Regions from separate parts of the Columba livia genome. Here region 1 is linked to region 2. A link is a contact called in public Hi-C data. All regions are on one chromosome and are shown on one strand. Each heading gives the region's core, a stretch centred on a gene start, on an enhancer-like site or on the middle of the called end of the contact. The rest is flanking DNA. Distances are from core to core; before and after follow the strand shown.

Evidence for each region. Hi-C and Micro-C count contacts between places; a contact is called where the count stands out from the background.
Region 1: a contact with region 2 is called in a Hi-C map of liver, with 5 times the contacts expected there. The contact joins the enhancer-like site here to the promoter of MTDH in region 2. A contact is called at or near these places in 2 of 2 Hi-C or Micro-C datasets (crop and liver).

Annotation. Positions count from the first base shown.
Region 1 is chr2:139,030,016-139,035,814 of bColLiv1.pat.W.v2, forward strand. It overlaps MATN2 (matrilin 2), which reads left to right. Exons shown (of 27, transcript XM_065054062.1): 20 at 1-100; 21 at 265-387; 22 at 2,095-2,508; 23 at 5,032-5,184. Among named protein-coding and RNA genes, the nearest start is that of RPL30, 16 kb to the right of the region's middle. Within about 2 kb of position 4,461, at least 1 of the 3 cell types and tissues checked has an H3K27ac peak away from gene starts, as active enhancers do.
Region 2 is chr2:138,847,025-138,852,689 of bColLiv1.pat.W.v2, forward strand. MTDH (metadherin) reads left to right here and starts at 3,447. Exons shown (of 13, transcript XM_065054060.1): 1 at 3,447-4,066. The coding sequence starts at 3,662.

The DNA.
Region 1 (5,799 bases), core at 3,211-5,710, 180 kb after region 2:
GACCATGGCTGTGAACACGTGTGCATTAATAATAACAGTTCATACAGCTGTCAGTGCCATGAGGGTTTTGTCTTGCGACAAGATGGGAAAACATGTCGAAGTAAGTAACAATATGTCTGTCAGCCAGTCTTCTCTGGCATCACTACATAAATGAACAAAGATGTTATACTCCTTTGTCATACGTTCTTCAAATATCATATTTGGAATCTTTTGATTGATAAATATGTGAAATAGAATTCATATAAATATTTTAATTTTTCCTAGGTAAAGATGTCTGCAAATCAGTTGCCCATGGTTGTGAACATATTTGTGTTAATAATGATGATTCATACATCTGCAAATGCCCGGAGGGATATGTACTAAGAGAGGATCAGAAAACATGCAGAAGTAAGTACATTTTATTTAAAAAGCACTTGTTCCTTTGATTTCTAAAATTACTTGACCTCACTTCAAATGCCTCACTTAAAAAAAAAGGCCTCACTTAAAAATTACATAATATTTGAAAGCCCAATGCATATGTGAGTGTGATGGAAAATGTCTCGAGCAATTAACTTGATGCTCTCATACACAAAAAACTAACAAACTGGAACAGTTGTTTTGGTATAGCATCAAGTACAATAAAATTCTTTCCAAACATCAGGAAAAAAAGCCAAAGTAAAATCTTATTATCAAGGAATGTGCACTTTAATCAGATTCATATACTGTGGAGCTTTTATCTTTATATACTCCATTTTAAAGTATCATTACTTCTATTTGCTTATCTTCTAACACGACATGCTTAGAGAATTACATATATTTATCTGATCTCCTCTTAATACTTGGAGAAGATCATCTACTGGAACTCAGTAAAAACATTCATTCTGCAAAAATGGATGCTTTCATTGCGGAGACTATTATTACTAAAAGAATGGTAACGTTCATGGCTGATCTCGATCCTAACTAAAACCATTCACCATGAACTGCTGCCCTGTCTTGACTTATGCAATGATACTGAGGTGGTTCTGATATTCCTATTCATTGCATTTCCATTACCTTAGTACATGTGACACATCTTTTCCTCAGATGACTGCAGAAAGTTCCTAACCTTGTAATGGATACAGGGTGCCTACAAACTGCTTTGATTTTTTCATGTGCACTTGCCAAAAAGTATGAGAACTCCAAATTTGTCAGTCTTCTGGATTCTCTCCCAGCTTTAATGGCTAAACTAGAAAAGGTTAGTTTCAGCAATACATAAGTCTCCTAATTACAAGATTGTTAGAGAGTCATAATAGAAAAAAAAAAAGGTATATAAAAAAAATCTGATCCATGTTTAGCAGCTAGGCACATTTCTAGCATTTCCTCTCTCACCTATAGCTTTTAGCTGTTTTTTTCTGCCAATAGAGGTTTATGTATGTGCTATAAAAAATACGTGCATTGTCTGAATCTTGTTCCCAGACTTGAACCTCATCCTAAGCTGCAGGGCAGGCTACCTAACCCTTCTCTTACCGCTCAGCCTTCCCTGAGCTCTTTGGCTTTTGCCTCACTGTTCCCTGTCACTCTAAATATGACTCTTAGATTTCACCTTGTATACAAGTGTGACTTCATTGACTTGTTTCTTTGTACCACCATAACCTTTTTACTACTTCTGTGACACAAATGCAGCTCCAGTGATTCTTTTCCATGTCTTTCAATGCTGGTCAGCTATGCAAATGCAAAATTGGCAAACTGGCCTATCATCCCTGGAAGAAAACAATGGCAATTCTGTCTCAATATCCTAGCGATGTTATTCAGTTACACAGTTCTCTCTACTTAACAGTCATTCTTAAAATTTACTGATTGCTGGTGTATTTTTAAGAGTTCTAGTATTCTACAAAGCAGTATGTCTCAGTAAGTGTTCACTATGGTTATATTTTTGTTAAACTCTTAGCCATAGGCACACTCTTCACTTTTGATATAGACTTTACACAACATCTTTAGACACACTGGCAAGGCTGGCTGAGCCGGGAACAAGGCACTGCAGCTGATGTCTGAGTTTATAGAGTCCCTGGGTATCTAGGTCCGTTTTTCTGCTTTGTGGAGTTTTTTCATGATCTGAACACTCTGCTCATTTCACAGCATGCACTGAAGGCCCACTTGACCTGGTGTTTGTGATTGATGGATCAAAAAGTCTCGGAGAGGATAATTTTGAAACTGTAAAACAATTTGTCTTGGGAATCTTGGATGCACTTGAGATTTCACCCAAAGCTGCTCGAGTTGGTTTGCTTCAGTATTCCACTGAAGTTCGCACTGAGTTTACGTTAAGGCAGTTCAGCTCAGCCAAAGACATGAAGAAAGCTGTGTCCCAAATGAAATACATGGGGCGAGGTTCCATGACAGGACTGGCCCTGAAGCAAATGTTTGAGAGAAGCTTCACTGAAACAGAAGGAGCGAGACCATTTTCAGCAAACGTCCCTCGAATCTCCATTGTGATTACAGACGGACGAGCCCAAGATGAAGTGTCTGAGTGGGCTGCTAGAGCAAAGCGAAATGGTAAGTGGAGATGGTTTTGACTCACTCTAAAGGCAAATATTGTTAGAAATAAGATGTAGGAGTAGTATGAATGCGCTACAGTACGTGCTGATGAAGAGAGTGTTTGCCATAACAGTCCAGCTAGTACAGCGACCACGGCAGCAGAACATCACATCTTTGGTGTTCACAGGAGCCTTTGCTACAAGGTGTGCATGTCATCCCTGTTGCGGGGCCCGTGATGAATGTCTCCGTGCAATCCACAGGGAGCAGCGCTACCTGCCTGGCATGCCATGCAGAGCTCTGAACATATCCACTAAGGGTACACATTTCATACAGAGATTGGGGAACACTGGGTACTTCATTAAAAAAATCTAAGAAGACACTAAGAAAGCAACAACAAAAAAAATCCCAATCATGTCTCTTCAAAATACAGAAATATATCCTCCTGAGAAATACTGTGGTAATAATTGGTTATATTTTTATTAACATGTATTCTGTATTTTTAACCAATTTTATACTGCCAATCGTGTTCCAAAAGGTCATCCTTTGAAAAGGATATAGCTGTAGCAACGTCTACCATTCTATGTGCCTTGGCAGGTGATAGCTCATGTTGAAATGTATTTAAAAACTGGTGATTTTTAACACAGTATGTCTGGCACAGAAATCCATCCTCTAGGATATCTGTACTACAAAGCAGAGATTTTTCAGCTGTTCAGCAGCATTATCTGAAAATTTTTAAAGGAAATAAAGAATCATAGAATACCAGGTTGGAAGGGACCACAAGGAGCATCAGGTCCAGCCTTTAAAGGATCCCTTTTTGTTTGCAAAATGTTTCTGAGAAACTGCTTTAAGAACTGTGGCTCATGTCCCACGCCACAGAGAAAACAGCCAGACTTTAGGAGATGCTGCACATCTGTTTTATTGTCTCCATAAAACAATCATGACTTGACGCATGATTAGTATAGCCCTGGTCAGGGCTGATACCTCTGCGTAAGGAGAAAAACATCCAAGGATATGAGAAGAGCGTGTGCTAACAAGGGTGCTTGTACAATGAAATAGAAACAAAGTGGGGTTTTTTTAAATATCAAAACCAAATCCAAATATTTGTATGCTAACTAATGAGATGTGGGAAAGTACATGGAGCATTTATAGGACTGGAGAAGGAAAGAAGTACAAGCCAACCTTGCTTACTTGCTGAATGAAACCTCCGTTCCAGACTGCTTACACTAATATTTGTAATGCTACAAGCCAAATCCATCCCTTGTGTAATTGCAGCATAGGCAATGTAGTAATGCTGAATATGAAATTGGCCTTGAATGCTTTATCACTGATATCTCCAAGTCTTTAAAAAGCAACAGACCTCAGCATGACCGGTCCATTCATTAAATTGAATCCATTTCTGGTGAATGTTTTACTTTCCTGACTAAAGTGCAGTGGAAGGCAGATTCATGACAAAAAGGAGATGCTTATGTTAAATGTTAAAGAGTTGGAAAATCTATATTTTATGATGTTATTAGGCCCAAGATTCTTCAGCAAAAAGTTTAAAGTTGCAATTCAACAAAAGTGTAGCTGTTATTTTCCTCTGATAAAAAAAAGAGATATCAAGCCTCCTCACCATAATCCAGCTAATAGCTGTATTATGAATCACAGAATCAGTACTAGTTGTGGTCACTTTCTAAACCAGAACTGATGTAAATGTTCTATCAGATCACATGTTCACAAGAATAAAAAGTCCATTATTAACTGCTGAAAAGGGAGACATTGAAGATCACTATGTTTTGTATTCATTCCTTGTTTAAAATCTGTGTGGTGAGCAGGCTGTGAACAGCTTCCTTCTGCTCCGCTTTCAGAGTGAAGAAAACTGTGAATCCTCTTTTATTTTCTTCCTAGCACCTCTGCTGGGGACACACTTATACTGAGCATCCCTGTTGTAAGGTTCTTTCTCTCCAAGCCTCGCAAATAGTTTCTTTCCCCTGTTCTTTGTACCCAGCCCACTATTATCCATCAGAGCATAAGAATCTAGTCTCCATGTGCCCTGAGGGTTCTGATGAAAGACGAGGTATTTATATGTTTTCTAAAAAAGTACTGGCATCTTTCAGGGTTCTGTCACATTTGCAGATACATAGTGGGTCTCCCCATCAATCCAGTAATTATCTTTATTGCACATACCTTAAGTACACAGACATGCACAAACCAGGAACTTTCAGTACAACCATGAGGCTGACTTGTGTGATCCTCAAGTGTTTTGCAGCACTCTTCCTGGGTTCATTTACTATCAGTAGTGGCCAGGCAACTTGTCATCTCTCTAATTTACAAACTAGCTGTTAAATTACAACAAAGCAGTGAGTTTCTACACATCTTCTAAATAAATAAAGCATATTAAAGCCTGCTTGAACACAATTTAAAATACACACAGCATATACATTTCTTGTGCTCTCCCTTTCTCTCTCTCTAAAATGACTAATGCTCATATTTTCCTTTCATAGAGGAACAGGGTTTAGAACTGCTGATGTATTAATTTTGTGCAACTTCTTTTGAACCTAGGTATAATTATCTATGCTGTTGGAATAGGAAAAGCAATTGAGGAAGAACTGCTAGAAATTGCTTCTGAGCCATCATACAAACATCTCTTCTATGCTGAGGATTTCACAGCTATGGAGGACATAAGTGAAGAACTAAGAGCCCAAATCTGTGAAGGTAACAGTATTCCATTTTCATTGAGATCAAGGAGGAATGAATGCTTATAGATTTTTCGCAGGCCTAAAAGGACAACTAGTGTCATAGCGTAAGTTATAGATCATTGGTGTCAGATATTGCAAGGCGTAAGTCACTCACGGTAATTTTTGTGCCCTTTAATATATGAGGAATATATACCCTTAATCTATCACCAAGATCTAGAATAGTTGTTTTTTCCTTTATTTTCCTAACAGTGGCATTAAATGTACACTTCTGTGCCCAGAAGAATCAATTACTCCCTCCCCTTTCTTTTTCTACAGTTAAGTCAGGCATGCACTGAACCGCACCCCTCCAAAGAAGCATGATCTACTTTATTAGGAATGTGGGAAAATAATCAGGGATTTGTAATGTCTTAATGAGAATAAAAAATTGCTGTTAATATCAGTGGTAAAAACCCCAAAATGCATACAACCAAATGATCAGGAGCTGTTGTGATACTTATAAAAGACTAAAAATAGTTCACTGACCATGGATTCCTAGCTTATAAAGACTGGATTTCAGTTATGCATAAGCTCTAAGTTTTGCTGCACAAATGTAGGTGGTTTGTTCTAGAAAGAACCCTTCCTCACTCTGGCA
Region 2 (5,665 bases), core at 2,197-4,696:
TGAAATGTTAACACTAACCCTAGCCCCAGCCATCAGCTAAGCCAACATGCCCAGCCACAGCCTGGATGAAAAACGTCTCAGGGAAGAATTATTTTCATCTCCTTCTCCTCTTTGGCCACTCTTTTTTGCTCCATTCCAAGTGCATCTCCAGGTGTGATTACTCTCCTGCTCCTAATCCAGTCCTTAACTCTAACCCAAATCCACAGCCTGGGCTGAGCCCAAGGCACCAAACCATGACCTGGATGAGTCATTTATCAAGAAAAACTCCGTCTGCAGACTGCTCAAACCCTTTCTGGCTATTTGTTGACATTGCCAAGGGTGGCGATTATTGGATCGGGGATTTTTTATTGTTGTTCCTTCCTTCAGGATAGAAAATTAGTATCTGCCTTTGTATTTTCAATAAGTCATGTACTGAGTTCTCCCTAATTCAATTTGGAGTCAAGATCTATGTGAGATAGATTGCCTGCTGTTTAAGATTTGTTCAACTTCCTCACACAAGAGAAACCTTGAATATGTTTCATTGGAATTCAGCTTACTTTATTTAAGTGCTGAGAGGCTTAATTCGCTTCTGCTGTATCCGACTTCTAGTCTAAAGAATATGAAGAGCTGCAAGCCACATGGCTTCAATATTATTTGAGATAATCAGAAAAGCTGTATGGAATAGGTAATTTGACATCCGTGAAGTAATAGCTCCTTTTCCCTCATGCCACACCAAATGGCAGGTGCTGAGTTTTAAATACGGTTGTGGAAAGGTATTATATAGGGTATGTCTAATAGCAGGTGTGGTAAAACAAGGAATGTTTGCAAGGATGAGATTACATTAAAAATATTAAGCTTTCTCTTCATTTGTTCTGGTTTTGTCATTATTTTCTCTTTTGTAACATGTCATTCAACCTTCTGTTGTGTCCCTTTGGAGAATAGTATCAGAAAGACGGTTGCGAATGATGGCTATATTCAGCACCAGAAAGAGTCCTTGGGGTAGTTTGGGTCAAACCTATTAAGACATTTGAAGATTAATATCAAACTAATATTAGTATTAAAATTAGAAAGAAATAGAACATTTGCTTTATTTTATGAGTACTGTCAGAATAGAATGTATGTTCCTGCCATTTTAATGGCTCACACAAACTTCCTTCAGAATATTTCAACTTGCTACAAATTGTATGCTTATTTATGGCTGTATCTCGTTAATTCAGAATATAAAGATATTTATTAGTTTCAGACTAACTTGCTTTACCAATCGAATCAAATCGAAAGTGGCTATTTTCAAGAGAGGATCTGCTACCTCTTTTTTCTGTACGTCAATCTGTTTCCTAAGACTGCTCGGTTATTCACGATGCTGCCACTCGGTGGTGCCATGCTGCTACATTTAAAAACCTTCCGCAGGTCTTAAATTTAATCACTTGCATTGTGAAATTCAGCCCCTCCATTCTCTTGCATTGTTTTCTTTAAAATGAACAATATCGACTGTTCTGTGGCCTCTGTTTAAAAAATAAAATAAAATAATCCATTTTAGCTGAATGATGCTTTCAAATTTGTTAGGCATATTTTTTTCAGATAATGTATTTTGAATTAAACTATGTGATCACTGTTCCATCACCTCTATCTATGTAGGGCAACATCTTAAACAAAACAATTACTTATAAAATAGGTTATCTAACATGTTAAAGTGGCTGAGTTGTGCAAAAAAAAGTACAATGATAGCTAACATTTTCCATTAAATGTGCATGGTCTACACTAAAGCATAAAAGCCTTATGGAAAAAACAAAGTATTATGACTTTGAATGAAAAGAAAGCTAACCTTCTAAAGTATATAAATGTCTACCAGTAAAATGCTCTACCTAAGATTGTTGTTACCCCTGAAGTCAATTAGAAAAGCAGGAATTGACAGCCTGGTGGTATTAAAACAAAAACAAAACCAACAAAAAGCAAACCCAAAAAAACCTAGGACTTAAAAGCAACTTAGGAGTAGTTTACTAAACAAAAATGAGAACATTAAAAACATATAAATACTTGTATGTGAAAAACACATTAACAAAATAAAGCAAAGTTATGAGTATATGAAACCAGCATAAATTATCACTGTGCTGTTTAAACAAATTTTATTTTACATTTTGAATTGACAGTATCCTGTGCAAATTTCAATGCACTAAACCCAGATGTTTTTCTAGCAGGCTATGAGAGAGGAACATTTTTGTAAGCAGAATTGCAAATGGAACGAGTGGGACACAGCATTGCTTTCCAGCAATGCACCACTGCATAAGACTATAGTCTTTGTAAAGCCACTCATCAATGCCAGCTCTGAGGTTCTGACAGCCTAAATTCTGCATGACTGCTGGATGCTGTAAGACCAGATATTTTAAAGATCAAGACATGCATTTGGGGTCAAATTTTTAAGGGTTCATTTTTAACATTCATGAAGGAACACGGGTTTGGAGTTCCTACTGACAAAACAACTCCCACTGTAATATACACAGCTGTATTTTTCACAAAGCAGTACCTGTTTGTGGATGTTGTTAGAAAATACAGCTTTTAGAAAATATCTCTGTTGTTACATAACCTTGTCTAGTGTATTCAGAAGTAACTAAAAGTACACTGATTCTTCTTTTGGCAACCTTTTCAAATGCCTTCTCTGCTGAAGAGCCAACCTCTGAGGGGCCCTCACCATGGCCTCTGAAGCCCGACAGCCAACAACATCGACCTGCAAGTCCCAGACCGCCCTGACGTGGCTCCGGGGCTGCTCCTGGAGTTGCACCGGTGGCACCAACACCCACAAACCGGCAGTTAACGCGACCGCACCAGAGCTGCGCCGCCCCTCTGGGGCAACTGCGAACTAAAATAGAGCTGACGAGTGACCGTCGCCGTGGAAATGGACCCACGTTACCGCGGGTCTGGGCGGGCCCTGCTGTGGCACAGGCACCACACCGAGGCCGTTCCTCACTCGCCGCCTCAGCACCGCGCCGGGCGGGTGGTAGCGGCCCGCACCGCAGCAGGGACGTGTGTCTGCGGGGGTGCCCACAGGATGAGGACCCAGGCCGGCCAGAGCGGCTGCCGAGGCCGACAGGCGGCCACCTCAAGCCGCTCGCCCCCAGCAAAGCCGCTCGCCCTGGCCCCGTGTGAAGCGCCGCGGGGTCTCCCGCCCCGGCCGCAGGGGCAACGCGGCCCCACCACCGGGCGGTGCCAAGCGGCCCCCCGGCCTCCGTCCGCCCCCACCGCGCTCGCTGGCTGCCACGTCGAGGTTGCTCTCCGCACCGCCCCGCAGCTGGCACCACCCTGGGTAGGGCGGGGCGGGGCAGGAGGAGGGCGCCCGGCGGCCGCTGAGGGGGCGGGGAGCTCCGCTCCCGCCTGTCAGGCGTCACCCTCCGCCCCGCGCGCGGCGCTGATGGCAGCGCGTTGCGGCAGCGCCGGGCGCTCGGCGGGGCGGTGACGTTGCGCGCGAGGCGGAGGGCGGGGAGGAGGAAGAGGAGGAGACCCGGGCGCCTCCGGGACTGAGGGAGCCGCGTCCCGCCGAGGCTTCGCTCGTGTCCCGTCCTCACCCACACACCCGCGGCGGCTCCGCTCGGGCAGGCGAGCGCGGTCCTCCCGAGGCCGCGATGCGCTCGGCTTGAGCGCTCTCTCGCCGCCCCGCCCGGTCTGGGCCTTTGCGGGGCAGGGTGCCGCGATGGCTGCGGGGAGCTGGCAGGAGACAGCGGCCCAGCAGGCCGAGGAGGCGGCGGCCCGGGTGCGGGACGTCCTGTCGGGCGGCCTGGGCCTGCTGCGTGCCGAGCTGGGCCTCGAGCTGGGCCTCGACCCGCAGGGCCTGCCCACCTGGCTCGCCCTGGTAGTACCGGTCGCGCTGGGGCTGGCGCTGCTGGGGCTGCTGCTGGCCGTGGCCTGCGGCGGCGGCCTCCGTAAGAAGCCAACGCGGGGCGCAGCGGAACGGAAGGGCGATGAGACGGTCAGCGCGGGCCTGACAGCCGGTGGGGGCCAGGGTAAGGCGGCGGGCCCGGGCCCCGGGCAACTACACCTGAAAGGCGACGAGCAGAAGAAGCGAAACAAGAAGAAGCTTCCGGAGAAAACGGCGCGGGTGAGGGGGCTGCGAGGGCCGCGCCGGCGGGGCGGGGGAGTGGGGAGGAAAGGCTCATTGACAGCGGCGGGATGGGGACGGCGGCGCCCGGGCGGGCGCGGCGAGTCCCCTGCGGAAAGGGGCGGGTGGGGGGGAGGTCGCGTGTGGCGAGCGGCCCGCAGCGCGGCCGTCTCTCTCCGGGCCTTGTCCCCGATGACCGCTGCTCGGGGGGCAAGCGTTGCAAGCGTTTTACCGAGCAGGGGGCACCGGGGACAAGGCCCGGGGAGGTTGATTAGGCACCGTTGAGAGGGGGGAGGACCGCTCGCAGGGCCGGGAGGCCATAGAGCTGCGCCGTGCGATTCACCTGGGCGGTGTGTGTCTATGGAAGGGATGGGGTCCTGGCTGTCTGGAGCTCTCTCGTGGCATCTGGGCTACTCGGCTGCTTTGAAAACCTGGAGGAGCAGTGTGCACACGCGGACGTTATACGTTAATAATCCTGGGTGATGAAAACGCTTGTTTCCTTTTATAAGCTTTTGAGTGTAAACAGCTATATGAAAGCACTATTTTTTAAAATTATTATTAATCGAATGCTCACAAGGTTAGGAACCACTAGTGGAGACCTTAGTTAGTATGGCTTGGGTTTTCAAGCCAGGAGTTGCAGTCAGGCAGGTACGGGCTATTTGAAACAGCATTATAAGGCCCATAAATGCTGTGATGATTCAAACTTGAGTAAGGCTTTTTGCAGTGTCGTTTCGACAGAAGATGTTAACATCAGTCTTGTGGTGAGCTTGCCTCAGTAGGTATATGTCTGACTTAGTTGTTACAGTAAGGATCATCTCCTTTAATAAGGAAATCTGTCTTAGCAGCCCCTTAAAAAGAGTTCGTTCCTGTTCTTTTGTTTGTTTGTTTTTTTAATCCTCAGTATGTGCTGTGGGAACCTTCCATCTTTGTCAGTATGTGTTCACTTCATGAGAAAATCAGTAGAATGCAGAAATTATCAACTATCCCTTTTAAACTTCCAGTTATCATAATTTTGGGCTTGAAGAAATTGGTTCTATAGTTTTTATATTGTTAGTATGTTTGTAATCCTATTTATGTCCAAATGGCTTATAGGAATGAAAGTGCAGCAGATGTCCCCTGCCTCTTAGAACTGTGTCTTTTAATTATGTCTTGCTCTATAAAATCTGAAATGTTTACCTAATGACCAGAAAAAGAAAAGAAAATGGGATTGTACCTTTGTTTGAGTCTGTGGCAGTATTAAGACTCGAAAAGTTTGGTTTTTTTCTTTAATGAGAAGTTAAGGCTAGACTATCTTAAAAGAAAAAAAAAAAAGTGCATACGCCACCAGCCTGCCTTTGAGCAGTGAGCTACTGAAGTTGATTCTGGAAGTTGCAAGAGGCTGAACACTGAGCACTGAGAAGAGGAAGCGTTGTCATTTAGAATCTTTCCAGTATGGCTAGGTCTCCATTTTGGAGAAAGCATGTTAAAGATGAAATTTTTTTTTTTGTCATCTAGAGCAGCAAATACTTTAAGATTTAGTAGATCTATTATGCCTTCTTGAAAAGAAATACTAACCTAGAAATAATTTAGGTTTTGCTTGTTTTATTTGCCTTAACCTCC